Linked DNA regions of Hordeum vulgare: region 1 is linked to region 2. A link is a contact called in public Hi-C data. All regions are on one chromosome and are shown on one strand. Each heading gives the region's core, a stretch centred on a gene start, on an enhancer-like site or on the middle of the called end of the contact. The rest is flanking DNA. Distances are from core to core; before and after follow the strand shown.

The links. Hi-C and Micro-C count contacts between places; a contact is called where the count stands out from the background.
Region 1: a Hi-C map of leaf shows a contact between it and region 2, with 2.3 times the contacts expected there. The contact joins the promoter of LOC123426875 here to the promoter of LOC123426872 in region 2. A contact is called at or near these places in 2 of 6 Hi-C or Micro-C datasets (leaf and seedling).

The regions. Positions count from the first base shown.
Region 1 is chr2H:504,835,199-504,841,955 of MorexV3_pseudomolecules_assembly, reverse strand. It overlaps LOC123426875, which reads right to left and starts at 4,477. Exons shown (of 14, transcript XM_045110775.1): 1 at 4,199-4,477. The coding sequence starts at 4,324.
Region 2 is chr2H:504,521,671-504,528,665 of MorexV3_pseudomolecules_assembly, reverse strand. It overlaps LOC123426872 (histone H3.3), which reads right to left and starts at 5,679. Exons shown (of 5, transcript XM_045110771.1): 1 at 5,577-5,679; 2 at 3,403-3,493; 3 at 3,152-3,228; 4 at 2,963-3,053; 5 at 2,442-2,865. The coding sequence starts at 3,474. The coding sequence ends at 2,695.

The DNA of each region.
Region 1 (6,757 bases), core at 3,228-5,727, 310 kb before region 2:
TCAGAAGGCTTACGACCGCCTGGATTGGTCCTTCTTGTGGCTAGTGCTCCAGTGGCGGGGCTTTGATGAGAGATGGTGCTCAAGGATCATGCAGTTGGTCCAGATGGGTAATGCGGCGATTAATATCAATGGCAAGGTGGGACCATTCTTTAGGTCATCTAGGGGAGTGAAGCAAGGGGACCAGATTTTCCCTCTTCTCTTTAACCTCGCCGTCAATGACTTGGCTGGCATCCTAGACAAAGCCAGGATGGCCGGCCACCTTCGAGGTAGTGGGCCACTTAGGGCCAGTTCTTTTGCTAGCTTCTAGGATAAGCTGGAATAAGTTACCCCCTACCCAGCTTATTCTAGAAGCCCAATCAGAATTATTTTTTTAGAAGTCTACTAATTAGGATTTGACTTATAGACTTCTAAAAACATATTTTTGTTTGGGCTTCTAGAATAAGCTGGGTAGGGGGCAGCTTATTCTAGAAGCTCAAAAAAGCCACCAAAAGAACTGGCCCTTAATCCCTGTGGGAGGTGTCACCCATTTACAGTATGTTGACGACACCATGATTATGGTGGAGGGGTCCGACCTTGACGTCGTTAATCTTAAGTTCCTACTCCTTTGTTTTGAGGCCATGTCGGGACTTAAGATCAACTTTGACAAAAGTGAGGTCGTCGTCTTGGGTTACTCGGCAGCCGAATAACAACGGGTCGTGGACAACCTCAACTACAATTTGGCGGCCTTCCCAATTGCATATCTAGGGATGCGATGTCCGACTCGAGGATTCTGTTGAGTTAATTTGACCCACAAGTGCGGCGAGTAGCGTCTCGAATACCTTGGTGTGGGCGGCTCACCTCTAAGGGGAGTAAATATGTCCTTATTAGCTCTAACCTCGCGAGCCTCCCCATGTATATGATAGGGATGTATATCCTACAGGAGAGCACTCATAGCTCATTCGACAAGGATCTGGCAGGGAGCCAACGGTCACCAGAAATATCATATGATCAAGTGGGCGGACATTTGCTTGCCTAAGGATCGGGGTGGATTAGGCATTATTGCCTCGTGCCGCATGAACGCCGCCCTCATGTTTGGCGGATCTTGCGGGGTGAGGGTGGCCTGTGGCTGCAGCTGCTTCAGGCAAAATACCTAAGAGGCGAGCCTCTCCTGGCATGCTATCGCTCAGATGGTTCCCGGTTTTGGAATTCCGTCCAACGGATCAAGGAGGATATTCGTCTAGGGGTTTACTTCACAGCAGGAAATGAGGAAGGAACCCAATTCTGGTTGGATCCATGGGTTGGTGGCGAGACACTCCAGGTGGGTTTCCCTAGGCTATTTGCGTTGATCCGATGCTCTTAGTTTCCACGGCCTACCAGGATGGGTTGTGGAACATCTTGTTCCGTCGCACATTTGTGCATGAGAAAACTGTAGAGTGGGCTAGATTGTGGGCAGCCCTCCCGCCGGTTATGCCAGATTATCTAGATACCGTTTATTGGAGTCCTTCACCTTCAGGTGAGTTCTCCGTGAGCTCGACATACCATGCACTATGTCATTCGCTCACTATTCCTGTAATGGCGTATGCCCCCTCTGTGGGGTACCAAAAACCTACACTCACATCCTGTTTCGTACGTGAGGCACTGGGCCTGGGAGGCCTTGAACTTTGCAGAGTTCCTTGAGGCCCGAGCTACCCATACAAGGCGAAAATGCCGTCTACTCTGGCTAATCTTTGCGGCGATGTTATGGACGACTCGTAATAAAATGGTGATTGAGCAGGTTTTTCCATGGCAGAACTCTAACTCGTTCTTCAAATTTCTGGCTTTCTTGCAGCACTGGCACCCGCTCTCTAGACAGCGTGACCATGACAGGCTTGGGCTTATGCTAGATGCGGTTATGGCTACGGGTGTCACCTATCATCTTCGTAGGGCTGCCATGCCTACTGCCACTCGGTGGCCTTTTTTCCTATTTCTTTTATGCTTTCGTTGGGCATGATTGTGTTGTTGCCCCGGTTGTCCTACCTTTATGACTCTTGGACTTGGTTGTATGGTCTTTTACTTTATCTATATAAAGCGGGGTGGAACCCTATTTCGAGACAAGGTGGAAAGTTTAGTCCCACCTCACGAGTGGAGTAGAGTTGGGACTAACATGTAGGAACTATCTTCCACATCCCATTGGAGCATGAGAAGAGGAGTGGTACATGGGCACTCCTCCTCCACCACCCACCTCGCCTCACCCGCGCACATATGTTTCGTGAACGAGTTGGGTTCAGACCTACGTCATGTGTGCGCTTTATCTTCGCCGGTTGGAAAAGGATATTTAATTGCTAGAGATTGCAGAATTGCGGTTAGAGCTTCAAGAAATATAGAAGAATTTAGCTAACCCTCCTCTGGCGCTCCCGTGGGAGACAGAGGAGGCTTCCCGCCGCCGCCGGCCCCAGACCACTCTCCCCCTCCTCTTCCCTTGCCGACGCGCTGGTCGGCCGGCTTCGCCTTCTCCTCCTCGCCTGGTGAGGTCGTCGCGGGACAATCTGGCTCGGCCAGGACGCGGTGCTGCGCGGGGCGCGGCGGCACTGGAGGCCGTGGCGGTGGCGTGGAGGGCTGCGTGCGGGTGAGCGCACGGGGCTTCGTGCGGCGGTGCTTGGCGCCGGGTGGATGCGGGTCGGCCGGATCTGTCCTGGGTTTTCGACCAGCGGCGCGGGGTGGCAGGTGCGGTAGGGTGCAGGGAGCGGAAGGCACGGGCGGCGGTGTCCTGTGCTCGGCCGTTGGCGCGGTGGCCCGTGCTGGCGGGGAGTTCGGCCCTCCCCGTCCCTGATCTGGATCGGCCAAGTGTGGGGGCGTCGTCTGCGTTCCTCCCCTCCGGTTGCTCGTTACGCGGGTGCGTGCCCAGCGGCTCCGACGCTTGGAGCTTGCCGGACGGTGCAGGTTGGGTAGTGGCCCGGTGTGGCTGCTGCTCCGGTCATGGATGGCTCCACGGCAGCTTGGCAGGTCGACTGCGGCGGCGGCTGACGTGTTCCGACGTCGGCTTGTCCGTAGGCGGCCTGGGACAGCCTTCGACACCTCTCCTCGTCATCCGGGCACTACCCTCATTGAAGGGTTGGACCTTTCCCAGTTGCAGTTCATCGCTCGTCTCGCGTCCGGTATAACAGGACTGAGCTCGTCTCGCGCCTGGCTGCAGGATCGAGCTTGTCTCGCGTCCGGCTGTAGGACCGAGCTCGTCTCGCGCCAGGGGCTACAGGACGGGTCGCCAGTTGGGTCTCGGTGCTGGGTGCCGCCCAGGGGTGCGAAAGGCGCGGCCTTTCCGCTCGTCTCTTTGATTGGGGCAGCGGCAGGTCTCAAGTGAGGTGGTGTCAAGGTATTGGATGTCGGGGTGGTGGTAGCGCGGTGCTCATGGGCAGAGATTGTGGCTTGGTGCTGCCTGGAGACCATGGTCGTGTGGGCGGCGTGGTAGCCAGGGTGTGGCGTTCGGTGGCGGTGAGTGGTTGTCAGGGTGAAAACTTGTTCTATCTTCGATCGGACCGGTGGCGGCGAAGATCGTTCCCTTCTTAAAGGCGTCGTCGCGGCTCTCATTGCCCTCGTGTTACTACAGGGGAAACTCTGATTCTAGGATCGGGCGGTGGCGGCGTTCCGATGTCGAAACCTTCCTGAAGGCGCAGTCATGGAGCCCATGGTTCGCCGTATGCGGCTTCATCTCTTCACGCTGACGTGTTCACGGTTGAAACCCCCAGTTACTCCCGTAGTGTTAGGGATGGTATTGTTGCGTTCAGCGTCTATGTATCCTGCCTTGGGTGTGTGCGTGTATTGTGATGGCATGCGTTTGTTTCGGGTTGTTGATGGTCATTGCTTTATATATAAAGCGGGACCAAAGCTTTTTTTTTAATTAATTGCTAAGTAATACCAGTCATTAAGTTTTATAAGGAGGTATGGTTTGTTCATCCCGCTTTTACTACTTAAATAGTATGTTGATAGATATGCCTATTCCATGCCTGGTCCGCACTCGCATGATTAGCTTATTACAATATGAGATTAATATTGTTAGCACTGTCTTCATAATTTACTTATGGATTAAATTAATCGGAAAATTGCTAACATATCGGACAAGACCTTTAGTTCACCCGAAACTGCTAGTCAAGCAAGCGCACACGTAACTTACGGATCTGAGGTGATTGGATTCGTGAACACGGCGGAAGAGAAGGGGGCGAGGTGGCTAGGCTAATAACCATACCAGGAAGAGGAGGAAGTGGGCGAGGAAGCGGTCCCCGCCGCCGCTGCCGTTGGAATCGGAGAGGCCACGGGAGCCCATGAGCGAGAGCACCCTCTGCACCTTTTCTAGCTCCAGCAGCGCCTCCATGGCGTGGTGCCGTGCTTCCGCTCGATCTTGGTTTGATTTCAGGTTCGATTTCAGGTTTGTGCGAGTGAATTCACTGGAACAGAAAGGAGGAAAAGATGGAAACGAGAAGGTTGGGCCCTGACTGCAAATAAGCTGGTCCACATGGGCTGCCCCAGTTGTATCCGGCCGCCAGGCTAAAGTTATAGCTTCTTCTCGAAATCATTAATTGAAGACTACTTCTTTATCACTCTCACATCCTCAGGTAACCATAAGCTAGTTTAAATATTTTATTTTTTAAACCGTCTTTTCAAAATGACACATATAATGCGTCATTTTTCACAATCTGAGAAGGTGAAAGAGATCTTTGAAAAAAATACTCTTGAATTAGTGATTTTGAAGATTTAAATGCACGGTTTAAAAAATAAACATTTTAAAAATACAGATCTATAAAAAAATAAAAACTCTTAGGTTACGACAAATGACATACATGCAATACTTCAGCTGTCACAATATAAAATGGTGAAATTGACATTTAAAAAGAGTATTTTTTTAATTCATGATTTTGGTCCTTGTTGGCTAAGCGCCACAAAAGGGAACCGGCGCTTAGGCGCACCCCTTCTAGATCGGCCCATTATGGAGGTTTACGCTCGATGGAGCAGCTCCAATTTTCCCTCGTTCTATGGTCACGGTTGAACACAAAAGGTTCATAAAAGCGAAAATGGTTCATAAATTTTGAAATGTAAGTTCATGAATTTAAAAAATTTCACTCTGATCTAAAAAAACTTCACAAATTTCTAAAAAATTCATGGATTTTAAAAATTAGTTCATGAATTTGAAAAATGTTTTAAAAAAAGTTCGTTGAACTGGAAAAAAAGTTCACAAACCTTAAAAAGTTCATCATTTTTTAGAAAAGTTCATGCGTTTGAAAAAAAAAGTTCATCAAATTTCAAAAAACAAATCATCAAAAATTGAGAAAAGTCACCAATATTCAAAAACGTTCATGAATTTTGAAAACTAAATCATGAATTTGGAAAGAAAACAAGGTTGCTCTTTTTTTTTAAAACAAAAAATATATATAATATAAAATTGAAATGAAAAAAGTAATAAAAAGAGTAAATAAAAGTAACAAGAAAAAAAAAGAAAAATCAAAGAAAAACAAGTCTTAAAAAAACTAAATTCAAAAACCGGGAAACCCGCCCTTCCATTGGGCCGGCCCATGACTGACGCTGCAGGCGCCGGTTAAGATAAATGCACTTTAACCGACGCCTGCAGCGCCAAATAGGATTAGCCCAAAAAAGCTCTCTCCAGTTGCACCCCTTAGATGGCCTGGGCCAGGCTTGAACGCCTTTAGCACCCATTAACAAAATGCATGATATAACTCGTGCAAAAGGCGCCAAATAGAATTGAGGAGTACAATTGCAGCTCAAGCAGAATTTTCTATTTGAGCTTTTGTTGATGCCATGGCTATGTATCGTCAGTAATCGATTCCTAATAAGAATCAGCTACGAACAACAGCATCGTGCCGGCCCATTTTGGCGTGGTTGACCGCTACGCGCCTAGTTAGCTTTGCTTCGTCTCAGCTTGTAGTGGTAGCTCTAGGGTTCGCTTGCTCACTTTTCCTTTGATTCTTTTTTATCTATGAGCTTTTTTTTGGTTTTCTTTGTTTTTGTTACTTTAGTTTCTTTGTTTTCTCGGGGTACAGTTATTGAGCACATGTGACACATTTTTTTATACACGCCGAACATTATTCAAATACGTGATGTACATTTTTTTAAACATGTTTTGAACACTTTTTGATTCATGGTAACGCTTTTCCAAATACAATTTTTACAATAAACTACGTGAACATTTTTACGTTGTACAAACTTTTTAAAAACATTCACAGGCATTTTGGGGAAACACACGATATATATTTTTACATTACATAAAAAATGTTGTTTATGTATTTTATTCAAAAAAGTGCATAGACTTTTTTGAAATATGGGAACATTTGTTCATTCCCACTATTTTTTTTTAAAAACATTTTTTAACCGTGATAGCAAAATTTTACACTATGTTAACATTTTTAAATCTCATGTTTTTAATTTTCCAAAATAAATTTATGTTTTTAAAATACAAGTATTTGATTTAAAATAAAAATAACGTAAAAGGAGATAAAAGAAAATAGGGTCATGCCAGCATGACATCAACAGAACGAGCCACGTCCAACTAGGTCGACCCACTATCGTTGCGTGTAGGTAAGGTACCTGTTAGGAATAGGATTAGATCACGTGAGGAATTACTAATTATCACGTGTAGATTAGTGAACCGACATTGTAAGATTAGCAGTTGCTAATCTCTCTCTCATCTTAACGACTGCTACCTGCGGTTGCTACTTTGTCTCACACATTGACAACCGCTCGTGTAACTACTCCTTGTATAAATAGTCGCAAGCAATGAGAATCAAACACTTCG
Region 2 (6,995 bases), core at 4,430-6,929:
GAAGCCAACCTTTCCAAGGCCATCCTTCTTGCACTCAAGGTAATTATCATACTTTGCCACTCCCTCGTAGATTCGATTGAACACTTGCCTCATCATCCATAAGCGGCGCCGAAAAAGATGGGGTTTGAAGAGAGCATTGTTCTGAGAGTAATCGGCGTAGAACACGCAATGACCGTTCTTTTTATCAATGTGCTTATCGACGACCAATGCAGCCACCACAAGCTCCTCATCATCCACGGAAGAATCATCCGATGAACAAATAAAGAAGTTCAAAAATATTCCTCCCCACTATCCATGGTACCTGGCGAGCAAAGTGTCAAAAACCTTGCGATAGTGACGGCCAATGAAGAGCCTTCCAATATAGGTAGGCGGCAGCCTATAGAAGAGGAGACGAGGACAGCGAGCATCAATGTGGGTGGTCTCTCTACTCTCGGCGACGGCGACGGCGACTATGGCAGGGACGAGTAGATGTGTTATGAGGGGAAAGGGTGCATGCGTCCTTGACGGACAAGTCAAAGAAGGACAAGGACGTGTGTCCCGCGCGTCAACTTCATGTCCATCTCTATTCAAACAAGACCAAATTTAAACGTTCGTCACAGGAGGACAAGGACGTACGTCCCGCGCGTCCGCACCCTCGGAGCTAAATTTAGACTAAAAATGGATCACGGACGGACAGTAAACATACGTGTATCCGCATTAGGCCGTGATCCATGTCATTTTCAACTCAAAACGGACATAATTCCTACGTGAGAGTTGGCATGACTGCCCCGCGGTGGCGCATGGAGCACCATCTCGCTTTGTAGAAACTAGAAGGACTAGGTGCGCTTTGCTGCGTCGTTAGATTAAAAAAAAACTAATTACTCTGTTTCAAAATACAATTGTATTACTTGTTTAAAATGTCAAACCTTCAAATTTTGATTAAATCTATAGATAAATATATCAAAATCCATGATATCAAATTGTTGTGATTAGATTCATCATTAAATGAATTATTATATTTTTCATTTAATATTGTGGATGTTGATATTTTTCTCTCAACTTGATCAAAGTTGAAGAATTTGATCTTCCAAAAAACTAATACCCCTTATATTTTCAAACTAATGGATTATTTCATTTGATGTGGCGGGAGATGACATAGTGTGTTATATTTTTATTTATAGTTCGATAATTTGATGAGCATTTCATGGTGCCATTCTATATTATATGCTAACTAGCCTTATATATCTGGGAAAAATTCTACGTGAACGGTTGCACGGGCGTGATTGATATGTTTGATAGTCCTGTTGTTGTTGACTGATTTAAGAAACTATTAGTTCTGCCAAAATCATAAACAAGCCGTTAAAAAGCACAATGTATTTGTCGAAAGAATTAAACGAAAGAGTTCTAAGAAATTATCGACCCAATCAAAATCGAATAACCCAATTTTAATTGAAGTCTTGAAGACCTCAACTCAATGTGACTCTTTAAAACTAAGAAGTATAATGTTATAAAGGTATAAATAAAATAATTAAATGAAAGAGTTTTGAAACATTATCGGATGTTACAATGTCAATTGAAGATCTCGATTGAATATGGGCTTTTCAATTTTAGGAAGATGGGTTCTTCAATTCTAGAAAGATTAGTGCTATCGTATATGCAACAAATCTTTAGATTATGTGTTATTCTCACATAGAACACTTGCTTTTTGCAATCTACTCCCTCAGTCCCATAGCAAGTTATAGCCCCCTTTTTTTTAGGGATGCAGCGAGTCATAGTACTTTTTTATTTTCTTTGTTTCTAAATATAAGTTTTTGTAAAGATTTCACTAGTAGACTACAAATGAATGCATATAGAAGTATTTTGAAGTGCAGATTTACACATTTTACTCCGTACAGGTATATTTTAAAGTGTAAATTTACTCATTTTGCTCTTTAACCCTAATGAAATCTCTTAGAAAACTTATACTCCCTCCGTATCATAATATATGACATTTTAGCAGTTCATTTCAGCTGCTAAAACGTCATATATTATGGTACAGAGGTAGTATTTAGGAACGAGGCGAGTAGAACACTGCCATCATGGATTAGAGATAAAGATTGCAGTCTTTCTAATTGGGCTGGAAATCTTTGGCCCCCGTTAAACCACTTCAGAAGTGAGACTGGATGGTTTTTTACTTGCTCACCGGTATCATCAAATTTTGTCATTTCCCTGTACACTTTCTACTTTCCAGATATATTATAGAGCAATCTAATTTCGATAGCTAATTTGTAGGATGTACTCCCACAACTTACTATTCGGCTGGAACAACTTTTGCGGCTAAACTACAGAAAGCTTATACAACAGGAATTGCAAACACTCTAGATGATCAGAAATTTCACTTGCCAGCAACCTGACTAGCCTTCGTGCTCCCCCAAATTCAAACTTGCATCACAGAGATACAAATAAAACATGACACAGGCACATAATAACAGTTCACGCAATCACTAATTTTCGAACATAAAATGCAAGGTTCAGATAAGAACCCACCATGTGGACGCTTCAGGACGACCAACGAACAAATGATCCAGCTCTAGAACATAGTACGACAGAGTACAGTACTGACATATTACTACAGACAACTAGTATTAGTAGTTCACGACACATGATAAGTGTTCAGCAGCAAAAGCAGACACACGGAGCTATGCCCACCAGAGCCATTCCCACAGGCAAAGCAGCTTAAGCCCTCTCGCCACGGATCCTCCTAGCCAGCTGAATGTCCTTGGGCATGATGGTCACACGCTTGGCATGGATGGCGCACAGGTTGGTGTCCTCGAAGAGACCCACCAGGTAGGCCTCTGCAGCCTCCTGAAGGGCAAGCACCGCATGGCTCTGGAAGCGGAGGTCAGTCTGCACAGACACACCGACGGTGCTTTTAGCTTACTTGATTGATAAGAATTTGACATAACAGGAGCATAGCAATGCAGTGCACAAGTTGATTGATCACCTTGAAGTCCTGGGCAATCTCCCTGACAAGCCTCTGGAATGGAAGCTTCCTTATGAGCAGCTCCGTGCTCTTCTGGTACTTGCGGATCTCACTGCAAAGTCAAGCACAAAGCTTACTCATTTGAGAATACTTTAAAACGAAACTGTATGCAGTAACACATGCTAGCATAGGTTGGAAGGCTTTACGCACCGAAGAGCAACAGTTCCAGGGCGGTAACGGTGAGGCTTCTTCACTCCTCCAGTTGTGGGAGCAGACTTGCGGGCAGCCTGTTGAACAGCAAAACAGAGTGTATGGTCAACCAAACAATAATAATAACATAACAATCCATCTATATCAACAAGATATCTGATAAGAAACTGGCCATGTATGAGCAACAGTTCATATTTTACAAGTTCGTTTACTCAAACCACTAATAATCTGTCATTGTTGCAGTGACAAACCTTGGTGGCTAGCTGCTTCCTTGGAGCCTTCCCTCCAGTGGACTTACGAGCAGTCTGCTTAGTACGAGCCATGATCAAAACTTTGGTTCACCTAAAGCAAAAAAGGATCATAGTCAGTCATATGAATATGACAATACCATAACTACAGTTCTCTAATAACCATGCATAGTTGCTAGCAAATCATTCGGTGTATTTCTAATTTTGCAAATAGAAGCCAGAAAAGAAATAGCAGTCCACTGATAAAATTATATGCTTCCTAGTTAGTATCTCATATAATGACTGAACGTCATCTTCACATAGTTATCTGCATATGCTGTTAGTTTTCACTTTACACAAGAATGAACATTAGCTAACTAGCAAGTTGGTACAATTCAGATACAATAAATCAATACTAGATGTTAGGCTATCAAAACTGTTCCATTTGCAATCTTATCATGATGGTTATGCAACTGCTTATCAATGCACACAATTCACTTCCACTATCAAAGCACCTAAGTACAGCAGTTTATCCTGGTCCTATCATTCACAGATACATAGACAGCAGGTTGCCCTCAACATCAAACTGAAACAGTAACCTAAGTACATTCACACTGACCATATATCATGCAGTATGCATACTTTAGATCTGGAGATGTCAATAAACACTATGAGCTCATGCAAATTCGTTCCAACCCTACAGTCTAATAGAAATGACCTGCCTTCAGATACCGAATTCTCCAAACAAGAGTTCTCTGCTCAAAAGATATAGCACACACTCAAATAATTCAAAGCAAAATTTATACAACTGTAATACACATGAGATTACGGATTAAACAAGCAGATTAACCAACAGAATTCGGTATCAATCCACACAATTCACTTCCACTATCAGAGCAACTAAGCATAGCAGTTTATCCTGGTCCTATCATTCACAGATACCTAGACAGCAGGTTGCTCTCAACATCAAACTGAAACAGTAACATAATTACATTTGCACTGACCATATATCATGCCCTATGCAGACTTTAGATACTGGACACGTCAATAAACACTATGAGCTCAAGCAAATTCATTACAACTCTCAGATACCTGCCCTCAGATACCAAATTTTCCAAACAAGAGTTCTCTCCTCAAAAGATATAGCACGCACTACAATAATTCAAAGCGAAATTTATACCACTGTAATACAGATGAGATTACAGATTCAAGGAGCAGATTAACCAACAGAATCAAATATTGCACAACTAACTAACTTGGATAAAACTAACTAGCAAGAATGAGCATCAAATATGCTTATAGTTTATCTTATCACAGGAATGAATTCAGATAAAATAACTCAACACTAGACATTAATCAATTGACACTGCCGCATTTGCTATCTTTTCAAAATGGCTATGCAACTGCTTCCATGTATCAATGCACACAATTCACTTCCACTATCAGAGTAATTAAGTACAGTAGACTATCATGATCCTATCATACCCAGATAGCAACCTGCCATATGTGAGGTTGCTCACAACATCAAGCTCAGAACAGTATCATAATAACATTTGCGTTGACCGCAGATCATGCTGGATGCAGACTTCCGATACTGCATATGTCAATGAACACTATGAACTCATGCCGATTTGTTCCAACCCTTACAGTCCTAAAAGAAACTACCAACCCACAGATACCAATTCTCCAAACAAGAGTTTCAACAACTCAAAAGATATAGCACGCACCACAATAATACGAAGCAGAATTTATACAACTGTAACAAACATGAGTACGTATTTGAGGTGCCAGCAGATTAGCCGACAGAAATCAAATATTGCACAGCTAACGAACTTGGGTACAACAACGGTGTACAAGAATCTACAGATCTGCGGAAATTCTTTTGATGGCTAAGACGCGAAACCATATATCGTCAAATCATGCGATTCGAACTCGAACTACATCAATCGGTCCGCTATCAAACAACAAAACAACGCCCAAAAGCATGGTAAGACCCGAAAGCATCGGTCGAAACAATAGAATCTGTAACCACGCCCAAACCCTAACCGCGCCTAAAAGTTCAAATCCGCGCCATGTTCATCACGAATCAACCGCCCCAGAGAGATTAACGCGGACAGGTCATCAACCACGGCGGGGAACGCAGGAATTAAGCTACCGAACCGACGCCGAATCGAAGAGGGCAAGGGGGAGAGGGTTACCTCGCGCGCTTCGGAAACCCCAAATTCGCCGAGAGGGGGAGGTTGCAGCTTTCAGGAGACTCGGAGAGCGGCTGTTGAGTAGTGATTTTTTTTTTCCCTTTCAGAGGATGAGGTGGGTTTTATACTCGGGAGCGGCCAGCCAGCCATGTCTCGGTCAGAGCGGACGACCTGGATGTCATGTTTTTGTGCTTGGCCTCGAGCGATCGGACGGCAGAGGCCAGCAGTTGGGCGGTGCCACGGATCGCGGTTGCTGCGCGCTGCGCTCCTATTGGCTAGGATAGGGAGGATGCGGATCGGGGATTAGTGTGCGGTGGTTCGACTGGTGGTCGTATACGGGTGTGTTTTTTCCATAGTATATGTACGAAAAATTGGCAGCCTCTCGTAGGTCGGACAAGTTGATGCGGCATACAGATCGCTGTGAGATCTCACAACATTGTAAGGGTCTATTTTTTTTAGCTTTTTTTGGCTTATAGAATAAGCTGCCCTTATCCAGCTTATTCTAGAAGCTCAACTAAAAATATATTTTTTAAAAGCCTATTAGTACAGTCTTAATTAGTAGGCTTCTAAATAAATAAATTTGGTTGGGCTTCTACAATAAGCTAGGTAGGGGGCAGCTTATTTCAGCTTATTCTAAAAGCTAGCAAAAAAGTGGGCCTAAGAGTAATTCGAACCGGTCGACCTAAACGGACACGTGTTTTGTCCGTATTTTGTTTGTTGAGTTGGGCCGACAGACATTTATATCCGGTTTTGTAATTGGATCGGCATTTGCATTCAATCCGTCAATGACTCATTTTTAGGGAGCGCAAAAAAACACAATAATTATTTTCAAGAAAGAAATTTTGTCGGCCTGAAAAGCGAGAAGGCGCACTTTTCTAGGTGTCTTCCTCATCATCGTCGTCGGAGCCGGTGAGGTCGACGAGCGTCGGCGTCGGGCCAGCGGAGTAGAAGGTCCTCTCGCATGCGGCGACGACTTCGTTTGTCGGTGGCTGCACCGATGCTAGTTGGGCAGTACATCGCTCCTCCTCCTCAGCTTCGGCCTCGCGTTCCATCCACTCGATCCGTCGGTCCTCTGTGTGCTCCTTCGTCAGTCGTCGCTCCCGCCGATGCATTGGCCCGCGTTGGACGGTCGTCGTTAATAAAGACAATGTTGGTTTTGACCAGATGTCACACGTGGACGGACGCAAACATGAGAAGGCGGACGCCGCGTATGCTTGAGTCCATGCCGACGCAATTCAGTCCTAAATTTGGGTCTGAAATGGGTTGGCACGAACGGGAAGCGGATGCGTTTCGAAAATGGGTCGGCGCGTTGGCCCTTCACTTTTACCTGTGACGACCCAAATGGACTGTGACAAATGAAGTGGGTCATCCGGTTAGAATTGCTCTAATCTCATAGAAACAAGAAAAGTACAAAAAGTAGAT